2 separate regions of the Danio rerio genome follow, and region 1 is linked to region 2. A link is a contact called in public Hi-C data. All regions are on one chromosome and are shown on one strand. Each heading gives the region's core, a stretch centred on a gene start, on an enhancer-like site or on the middle of the called end of the contact. The rest is flanking DNA. Distances are from core to core; before and after follow the strand shown. Region 1 holds the start of nampt1 (nicotinamide phosphoribosyltransferase 1). Region 2 holds the start of aebp2 (AE binding protein 2).

What was found. Hi-C and Micro-C count contacts between places; a contact is called where the count stands out from the background.
Region 1: a Hi-C map of hematopoietic stem cells shows a contact between it and region 2, with 3 times the contacts expected there. The contact joins the promoter of nampt1 here to the promoter of aebp2 in region 2. A contact is called at or near these places in 2 of 18 Hi-C or Micro-C datasets (hematopoietic stem cells and an unstated tissue) and 1 of 4 datasets of contacts at active chromatin or transcription factors (embryo).

What each region holds. Positions count from the first base shown.
Region 1 is chr4:3,705,172-3,711,050 of GRCz12tu, forward strand. It overlaps nampt1 (nicotinamide phosphoribosyltransferase 1), which reads left to right and starts at 1,846. Exons shown (of 11, transcript XM_002661340.7): 1 at 1,846-1,967. The coding sequence starts at 1,908.
Region 2 is chr4:3,283,030-3,288,936 of GRCz12tu, forward strand. It overlaps aebp2 (AE binding protein 2), which reads right to left and starts at 4,036. Exons shown (of 8, transcript NM_213494.2): 1 at 3,486-4,036. The coding sequence starts at 3,910.

The DNA of each region.
Region 1 (5,879 bases), core at 596-3,095, 420 kb after region 2:
ATTAGCACATATTTAAATCAACAATGTTTTATTTGCATGTTTAATTATGACATTTCAAAAAAACTTGTTGTGCTTCTAATATTTGTTGTATAATGTATGCAAATTTGCTCATGTTTAGTTTACCGATGGTTTATTTGCACTATTAATCATTACATAACAAATGTATAATACAAAAGTTACAAGGTCTTGTAACATTTTTGTGTTAGATATATATGCAAATTAGCGCATACCATTTTTTTACTCTCTTTACCTTTTTATTGCAGCATAGCACACGTACAATAAGGCAAAATTCAATTAAACACTTTCATCAACATGTACAAAACTGCTAGAGCACAAATAATAAAGATAATCCATTAATAAACAAATAATATAAATAGGAACATATAAAACAAACCTAAAACTACACCCTGGCTTAGGTCTCAAACTCAATTCCTGGAGAGCCGCAGCTCTGCACAGTTTTGCTGCAATCCTAAACAAACACAGCTGATCCAATTAATCGAGCTGTTCAAAAGAGTCTTGAACCCTTTGGTAATTTCGATTAGCTGTGTTTGATTAGGGCTGGATACAAAACCGTGCAGAGCAGCGGCTCTCCAGGAATCCAGTTTGAGCCCTATGCACTAAAGGCAGGGGCTGACTTAGTGATTTAGGGACCCTAAGCAATGTCAGTTATGGGGCCCTAGCATTGAATATTGTAAATAAAAATATAAGTGGAGTCTTTATCTTCTTAATGTAAAATTAAATACAATAAAATCACTATTAAAAAGCAAGTTCATAAACTCTGCACAGTTAATTAGCCATATTTGTGATTTTGATTTTAATATTTGCATGTGCAGTGTGGATCGTTCCATTATTAATTGGGGCCCCGGTTCTGATTTTACAACATGATAGAACAATTATAAAAGTGCTGTATGATTAATATAGGGAGACGCAGTGGCACAGTAGGTTGTGCTGTCGCCTCACAGCAAGAAGGTCGCTGGTTTGAGCCTTGGCTGGGTCAGTTGGCATTTCTATGTGGAGTTTGCATGTTCTCCCTGTGTTCGTGTGGGTTGCTCCAAATATAACTCACAGTCCAAAGACATGCGGTACAGGTGAATTGGGTAGGCTAAATTGTCCGTAGTGTATGAGTGTGAATGGGTGTGTGTGGATGTTTTACGGAGACGGGTTGCGGCTGGAAGGGCATCCGCTGCGTAAAAACTTGCTGGATAAGTTGGCGGTTCATTTCACTGTGGGACCCCGGATTTAATAAAGCGGCTGAACTGAAAAGTTAATGAATGAATGATTAATATAGGCTGCTTGACATTAGTTGAGGCCCCCTAATTCCCCGGGGCCATAAGCGGCTGCTTACCTCGCTTATTTGTTAAGCCACACCTGACTATAGGGTTGTTTTACTCTATTTACCTGTGTTGCATTTGATAATAGACTGAAAATGGATGTTATATAATCTAAAATTCCATTGTTAGGCTGTCATATTAAACCGTAAGTAACATTATAATAAATATAATATATCATTCATTCATTTGCCTTCCCCTTAGGAGTCGCCGCAGTGGAATGAACCACCAAAAAATATTATTATAACAAATATTTATTATAATAAATATTAAACAAAGCATATAAAACATAAAAAACAAAGCCACCTAACTATAATAAATGTAGTATTTTATAATTCTTTGTATATTTTCTATGTCTCTCAGTCATGTGTCATCCATTCACTTTCCGCGTCGCCTCCTTGCCATGACGTCTCAGTCACCTCATCCCCTCATTGGCCAGCGCAGCCCAAAACGGTCCCACCCACCCTCTCGCGTCATCCCCGCTTCTCAGCGACGGGGGTTGGTTGAGAGTCCGCGCGGTGGAGAAGGAACAACAGAACTGACAGGCAGCAGCGCGACTCCAGTCACATCAAGGGGAAGATGGAGAAACACAGAGAAGCCGCGGATTTCAACATTTTGCTAGCTACCGACTCCTACAAGGTGAGCAGACACCGACAATACTGATTAAAAGCGAACCAGGCCCGGTGTGTAGCGCACCGGTGAACCTGTGACTGAGAATAAGAGAATTGAAGGTGGTTTCATCCTTCAGGCCGATCCATTCAGGTCGCTAGGCCGAGGATAAACGGCTGAAATATCTTCATTTTCAGTCTTCAGGGATGAATATGTTTATTATTTATGTTTTACTACATGATTATAAGCGGTTATGAGTGCGTATTACACCTAAAGGGCGACGGGTCCTGGAAGGGGGGTGGGGGGTATTTCTTTTTTCAAAAGCAAAACTGAAAGCACTTTCATTTTTCAGGAAACGCATGTGTCTTGGCGAAAACTAATCTGATCATAGCTTTTTAAGAGATTTGATATAATATCGAGTGATATTTCGACATTATTTCACTGATGTAGATGTGCAGTTAACCTCCTAACGTTACTACACCTGCATTGGCCTTAGTAGTGGCTACTAACATGTAGTACTCATTACCGTTATCTACACATTTAGAAATGGATCTGATAAAGTTTGTTTAGATTTTGAAGAGATTTAATATAATATCGAGTTATATTTGGACCTTATTTGACTGATGTAGATGTGTAGTTAACATCCTGAAGTTACTACACCTGCATTAACCTTACAGTAGCTACTAGTATGTTGTACTCATTAAGGTTATCTATAGATTTCTAAATAGATTTGTTGCTGTTTGTTTACATTTTTAAGAGATTTAATATAATATCGAGTTATATTTAGACATTATTTAACTGATGTAGATGTGTAGTTAACATCCTGACATTACTACACCTGCATTAACCTTAGTAATGGCTACTAATAGTATGATTTACTCTTTATCTTTAAATTATCCTATAAATGGATCTGATGAAGTTGGTTTTGCTTTTTAAGAGATTTAATATAATACTGAGTTATATTTTGACATTATTTGACTGATATAGATGTGCAGTTAACCTCCTGACATTACTACATTTGCAATAACCTTAGTAGTAGCTACTAGTATGAACTCATTACCTTCATATCTATAAATGATCTTATTATTTGATCTGATGAAGTTTGTTTAAATTTTTAAAATAATATCGAGCTATATTTGAACATTATTTGACTGATGTAGATGTGTAGTTAACATCCTAACGTTACTACACCTGCATTAACCTTAGTAGTGGCTACTAGTATGTTGTACTCAGTATTAAATCATTCATTAAGTCTATTAATCTATCATTAAGTCTTTAAATGATTTTTTAAATGGATTTGATGAAGTTTATTTAGATTTTTAAGAGATTTGTTATGATATGCAGTTATATTTAGACATTATTTAAATACTATAGACGTGCAGTTAACCTCCTGACATTACTACACCTGCATTAACCTTAGTAATGGCTACTAGTATGTACTCATTATCTTCACATCTATAAATGATCTTGTTATTGAATCTGATGAAGTTTGTTTAGATTTTTAATAAAATATCGAGTTAAATTTGGACATTATTTGACTGATGTAGATGTGTAGTTAACATCCTAACGTTACTACACCTGCATTAACCTTAGTAGTGGCTACTAGTATGTGGTACTCATTATCTATAAGCCTATAAATGATTTTATAAATAGATCTGATAAAGCTCATTTAGATGTTTAAGAGATTTGATACGATATTCAGTTATATTCGGACATTATTTGAATAATATAGATGCACAGCTAACATCCTACTACACCTGCATTAACCTTATTAGTGGCTACTAGCAGTATGATTTACTTATCATCTATAAATTATCCTGTAAATGGATTTGATGAAGTTGGTTTTTGCTTTTTAAGATATTTTATAGAATATAGAATTATATTTGGACATTATTTGAGTGATATAGATGTGTTGTTAATGTTTAGACAGCATTTGCAGTATATAAAAGTGTACTTTAAGTATTTTATGGGTTCCTAAAGTGTAGCATGGAAACTGATATTACATAAAAGTTTTAAAACTTTATTTCCGTTTCAAAATTATATGCATCGAAAACATACAATATGTTTCCAGAAAACCTGTTAAATTAGGAGTAATTTTACTTACTAGTTTTAATATTATTAGAGCTACAGTTATTGCATATTATTACATAAGAAATAAGGGTAACACTTTACAATAAGGTTATGTTACAATATATAAATCATATGTTTTTTTAGGCAGCGGACACCTTTCCAGCTACAACCCAGTTCAGGGAAACACCCATACACACTCATTTACACACCGATTTAGTTACATTTTTGGACTGGGGGGGTCCAAAGACATATCTCCACACAGAAACGCCAACTGTCCCACATGGGACTCAAACCAGCAGCCTTCTTGCTGTGAGTCAACAGTGCTAACCACTGAGCCACCGTGCCATCAATATCTGTTTTACATTGTTCTTCTTTATTTATTTGTGTTAAGAAAGTCAATGTAAATGTATAATTTTTCAAAAACAAATTGGATCAGAAACATAACCCTACAACTATACTTAAGCAATTACAATTGTCTTGCAATTTGCATAAATGTTAATTTTTATTACTAAAATAAGTAGCTGCTGAATTTCTTAGACTGAGCTCTGTTATGAATAATAACCTTTAATACTATGGTAATGTAGAAATACTAGGGCTCACTATATAGTTTACAGAGAGTAATGCACATGCATATTTTTATTTCTAAGAAAACTGAAATTATATAATAACGAATAATAAATAATTAAATTAAATTTAAATAAATATTTATATAATAATGAATTTCTTAATTTTTTGCTCAGTAAACCACTGTCAATAAGAAAAAAAAGAGAAAAAAAAGCCCTTTTAATTCAGATTCTCTGTACCAATTGTGAAAAATCCTGATTTCAACACTACAATATATGTGAATGCTAAAAATATAAGACTCATGAAGAAACAGTGGTGATTGTCCTCCTGTCTGACACAATCCTCCATTGCAAAATACCCAATACAAGTCAGTCCGGTAACCCAGTTTTCACCTTTCATTTCTATTCTCTTTTATTTTGTTTGCACTACATGACTGCTCCTTCAGTTGTCTGCTTTTGGTTTAATATTTAGACAGCTTTTACAGTTTATAAGAGTGTACTTTAAGTATTTTAAGGCTGCCAAAATATATAATGGAAACTGATATTACATATATTATTTCCATTTCAAAATCCTTTAAGACACCATGCATCAAAAACACATCATTTTCCAGAAAACCTGTTAGTTTTGGAGTAGTTTTAGCGCCGTTTAATTTTTACTTTTAATAGTTTTATATATAATTATAACTACATTAAATGCATGATGTTACACAGAGTAAGAATATGGGTAACACTTTACAATAACATGTAAAGATATTGTAAAGCGCGTGTCTACTTTACTGAACAGAACCTGCATATGCTGTAACAGGTAATACAGTTGTAAATAATATTCTGTTTGTGGCACAGAGTGATGGTTTGGGAACCACGCGCGAAGTATGAACAAGCACTTAGCAGTCAAAATGAAACCGAAAGTGTGCAGTTCATTTAAATGATCATATCGCATTTTAGAGTTATGATTACGGCAAGCATTTGATATGTTTTGTTTTTTTCTTTCATAGTTGTGCATGAAAATAAATTTTTACAATGTCAGTATAACTACTCTAGCCTATATAATATAATCTGATAATGGCAAATGTCTGATTTTTTTATGACAGATTGCAAGCATATATCTCAAACATAATAATTCAACATCATAATAATTATAAGTAGAATAGAATTATTTATAAAAACCAGTAGACCACATAATATTATTATCGATGTTGTGATATATATATTTGTTTTTACCATACCTTTATTTTACATCTACAGAATCGTGAGAAAATCGTGATCTTTTTTTTAGGCAAAAGTCTTTTATTTGAATTATTTTAATTTC
Region 2 (5,907 bases), core at 2,786-5,285:
ACCATTGAGGACGAGCAATCCATTATCTCCAGCCTTTAGAGTAATGCAAATAACACCAGAGCCACCCGCGTATGATGAAGACAGGCATAAAGTGCTATAAAACATGCACAGCCGCACCCATGTTGCCCTGGTGATGCCAAAAGATGGTGAAAGGCCTCATGGGTCCGAGGGCACTATAGATGACGTAACACCAGTTTAAAGCCAAGTCAAGATAAGAAAGCTGCTCACAAATCCAAATCTGATAATAACTTCACTGTCTGTGCTTTATCCAGCAACTATACTTTTGAATGGAATATTCACTGGGTCTTTTCTTTATACAAAAAGGACAGTCACATTCTGACTAACATTTTCTTTTGCATCCTATGAAATCAAGACATTGATATTTTTCTGAACAATATTGTTATAAATATTGTTGTGCGTGTCATTATCGTGTAAATACATCAACTAACATTGTAAAGTGTGACCTATATTATCAACGTTGTTAATGTTGTGAATGTTGCTAATCTAAATCCTTACAAACGTTATTTCAAACCTTATTTGGGGCTTAAACAAGGCTAAACAAGCAGACTGGGCCACAAACAAGGTTGAAATATGTTTGTGACGATTTAGATTAGCAAAACTGATAACAATAACATTGATTATATATGTCAGACTTGACAATACAGGTACAATATGATATAATATGAGATATAAATAGTACAAATATTGTTATTTTTCACAACAGTGTGTGCTTTGATCTTAATCAAATATATCTTATGATTGTTTTATGCAGGGTATTTACACCTTTTTAAAGCCATATACAAGCACTTTTCAGATGGATTTTCAAACTTTTTCCAGGACTTTAAACATGGTAAATTACATATTAGGATACTTCATCACATTATAGCAGATTATATTTCTTATAGTATAGTATAGTTTTCTAAGAAAACATTCGGACTGCATTTTGGCCAGTGAATTATAGTCATTTGTCCTTTTACATGTAATTAACTTGCATCTTAAATGTATATTCATTTTAATTTCATGCATTGTTCACTCTTTAAGCAGTAATCCCTGTGCATTATGTTTTTATTTTAAGCAAAAGCTAAATTATTTATCTCATTTTATTTAAATATGTATCATTACCTATTACTTAGGATTAAATTAAATGAAAGCAACACTATTAATGAACAACACTTAACAGCATTTATTAATCAGTTTATTCAACATTTCCTAATGTATTATTAAACTCCAAATTCATGCATATCGTTAATATTACTTACAAGAACTCGCATCTAAATGTGTGGTAACACTTTACAATAAGGTTGTATTAGATAATGTTTGTATTTACTAACATGAACAAACAATAAACTATTTTTTTTCGTTAACTAACAAAGGTACAAATATTGTAATGAACGTATAATAAAGGGTTACCAATTACACATTTAAGCACTTTATCTGAAATCTGATGTTAATTGACAAAACAAACGTTGATATAATCGGCTAAAATATCAGTGTTTTGTAATCAGCAGACTGACACTTTCAAACTTTCAGCACTTTACAAGTGTGGCAAAAAAACATATTTAGACACTTCATCACATTATATCAAACTATATTAAACTATGTTTTTTGGCTAACTCCACTAAAGTCAGTAATTTTTTGCTTACATGTGTTGACTTGTTAATTAATAGCACCTAAAAGGCATCGTTAATTGACAAAACAGACATTAAATGTTGATATTATCGGCTGAAATATTGGTGTTTTGTAATCAGCAGACGTACATGCTTTCAAAATGACTGCACTTTAACTTTACAAGTGTGACAAATTACATATTTACATGCTTTAACATGAAATTATATCATATTATTTATTTTAAGATAACTCGAATACACTAGCACAATAAGTTTTTCACTCGCATATGTTAACTGTTAATCCAAACAGCTCCTAAACGGTGTTGTTGATCGACAAATCAGACGTTAAATGTTGACATTATCGGCTGAAATATCAGTGTTTTGTAATTAGCAGATTGACATGCTTTCAAACTTACAGCACTTTTACTTACAAGTGAAGCAAAAATTTATTTACATACTTTATCACAACATTATATTACACTATTATTTTTATGCTGACTCAAATCCACTAATGTTAGTACAGTAAGTTTTTCGCTCTCTTGTGTTAACCGTTGATCCAAACAGCACCTAAACGGTGTCATTAATCGACAAAAGAGACATTAAATGTTGATATTATCAGCTGAAATAGAAGTGTTTTGTAATCAGCAGACTGACACCTTTCAAAATTTCAGCACTTTAACTTATAAATGTGACAAATTGCATATTTTATCATCACATTATATTTTATGCCAATTTGAATCCACAAACAGTATTTCGTTTGCGTGTTGACCGTTAATCCAAACAGCACTTAAACGGCAGTAATCATCAAAACGTACGTTAAACGTTAAAATAATCGGCTGAAATATCGTTTTTTGTAATTAGCAGACTGACACCTTCCAAACTTTCAGCACTTTAACTTTACAAGTGTGGCAAAAAACAACGTATTTACATACTTTATGATAACATTATATTACATTATTATTTTTGCACTAACTCGAAACCACTAGTTTTTCACTGTCATGTGTTGACCATTAAACCAAACACCTTACGTTAAATGGCATTGTTAATCGACAAAACAAACGTTAAACGTTGATATTATCGGATGAAATATCCTGTTTTGTTATTAGCAGGTTGACATGCTTTCAAAATTTCAGCCATTTAACTTTACAATTGTGGCAAATTACATTATATACATACTTTATCATCACAATATACCATATTATTTATTGTAAGATAACAGGAATACTCTAGACCAGTCAGTTTTTCGCTCGCATGTGTTGACCGTTAATCCAAACAGCTCCTAAACGGCGTCATGAATCGACAAAAAAGACGGTAAATGTTGATATTATCGGCTGAAATATCGGTGTTTTGTAATTAAGTTAGCACAGTGACACGCTTTCAAACTTTCAGCTCTTTAACTTACAAGTTTGGCAAATGACATATTTACATACTTGATCATGACATTATATCAAATTATTTATTTTAAGATAACTCGAATAGACTAGCACAATAGGTTTTTCGCTCGCATGTGTTGACCGTTAATCCAAACAGCTCCTAAACTCGTTGATCGACAAAACAGACGTTAAATGTTGATATTATCGGCTGAAATAGCTGTGTTTTGTAATTAGCAGACTGACATGTTTTCAAACTCTCAGCACTTTAACTTACAAGTGTGGCAAATGACATATTTACATACTTTATCGTCATATTATTATGTTTATGCTAACTCAATAACACTAGCAGTAACGTTAAGTAACTAGCGTAACGGTCAACACGCGCGAGCTAAACTAGTTATCCAAACGGCACCTAAACGGCGTCGTTAATCAACAAAACGGACCTTTAACATTGATACTATCGGCTGAAATATCGGTGTTTTGTAATTAGCAGACGGACACGCACCTGTCCTCCGAGTCCATGCGGCTGAGAGGCTCTCCGTCCGAAGACGAGCTCATCATTTCCAGGCTCGCGCGGCGCTTCATTCCGGTGCCGCCGCCGCCGCTGTTTTTCTCCGCCGGTAAGGACACGCTCTCCTCCTCCCTTTGTTCTCTCTTCATCCGCTCCGCCGTCCCGTCCGCGCTACCGGGGCTCTTCTGCTGCTCCTTTTCGGTCTCCCCGTCTTCATCATTACCCCCGTCCCGCGTGGCTTCCTCTGGGCTTTGTTCTGTAGGCTCGTGTCCACCGGGCTTCTCGTCCGTGTCCGCTTCGTCCATCTTAACGGCCGGTTCCGGATCGGCGGCGCGCAGGCCCGACTCGCTCCCGTCGCCGTTTTTCTCGCTCGGGTTCGCTGACTCTTGCTCGGAAGCGTCGGAGGTCGTCGAAGCCATCGGGTTCCGCTGGTGTGTGCGCGGCCTGGCCGGGTTTACGCGACGGGAAACGGGTGAAACGCGGAGACTTTCGGTGAGCGGACGGATCGTGGAACTGCTGGAGGCTGATCGGGGAGGAGCGGGGGGGAGGAGTCAGCGTGACGTAAGCGCTTATTATGAATGGCTCCACGTGCTCGCAGGGCTAAACAGATCAAACAAAGTTCAGAAGTTTTCATAATAACTTTATTATGTACTAATATTATTAATAATAATACAAATAATAGACGCTTGTTATAAATGCATCCACGTGCTTGGAGCGCAATACAGATTAAATAAAGTCATGAAGTTTTCTTTGTAACTTAATTACATAATAATAACAATACTACTACTACTACTACTAATAATAATAATAATTAGATTAAAAATGTTGGGTATTGTTATTATTAACATGGACTAAGCCGAAAACGAGTGAATGAATGATTGTAAATTGTTAGTAGTATCCTATATTTAGTTTTACTTGTAGCATATATATTAATAACATTTGTATGAGAGAAAAGGTGCACACATCTTTACATTTATTTCCATTTAATACATGATATAATATTTGAGTTGTATTCATGATTTGTGGACATTTAGTACTTAAGATATTTGCATAAACCATAACATATGGGCTTATGTCTCAGCATTTTCCCTTGCAGTGTTTTTCCTCGGATTCCGGTTAAAGTGTATTGTCTGGTTATTATGATCTTTCATCTGCAGTTTTTCCTCCTTTATCTCAGCTGGGTTTTTCCAGTATTCATGATTTTACAGAACAATGATAAAATGAGTCAGATAACCCCTTCTGACATTTAAAGCGACTCTTCCGGGAAAACACCACCAGATGGCGTCACTTTCCCCTCATGGAAAATGTAGGCTGCACATAAGAACTGAAATCAACAATAATTCTGCTCCTGTGTATTAGATGGGATTTTCACCATTGTGAAGCTTAAAACAAATATTTTTATGAATAAATAAGACATTTATTTTACTGCAAGCATCATAAATAATCCCCTAATATTGACCAGGAGATGGCGCTGCTCTACTCTTTTGCAACACCGCATCAGAGCAGCAGATGGAGACAAAGATCAATTAATGAACACTCATCAAAATCATATCACCTAATAGAAGTTGCTTATATTATATCTTTTTATAGATTATGTTAAGGGATGTAAACAATGGTCCTAACGTATTTCCTGTTTTACATTTCCAATTTCCATAGCTTCCGAGAATCCAAAAGGGTCTGCATATTGATAATGTTAAGATAGCTATTTAATGTTAAGGTATGATTGAATTGCATCTTGATACAGTTATGAAACAGTTTGACAAGCAGGAAATGTTTTTGTGCCAACGATATCACCACATTAAAATGGTCTATTGTAAACATCACTATGTAATATTTCTTTCCATAATAATCAGTTATCTATCTATCTATCTATCTATCTATCTATCTATCTATCTATCTATCTATCTATCTATCTATCTATCTATCTATCTATCTATCTATCTATCTATCTATCTATCTATCTATCTATCTATCTATCTATTATTATTATATATATTATTATTATTATTAATTTAAATGTATTATTTAAATGAATTGAATTTATTCATAAATTGTATAAAATTTGGCCCAAGTATTTTGGTGAAATGTTTATCAAATAATAAATAAAACTAATTTAAATCTATTTTAATACATCTACACTACCTGACAAGAGTCTTGTCATAAATCAAAGCATGATCATATTTTATTTTGGTCAAATGAGCGAAATCTAGAGGCCTTTGTCTTTCATGGAAGCCACTTCTGATACCAAATGTTCAACTAGAAGTCAAGTTATCATTTGCTGTTCCTAAAACTCGCATAGGCGACAAGACTTTTGTCAGGTAGTGCATGTACAGGAGAGCACATCACACCTCTACTGGTTTCTCTACACAGGCTGCCAATCGACTTTAAAATTCAGTACAAAGTACAGCTGTGTGTT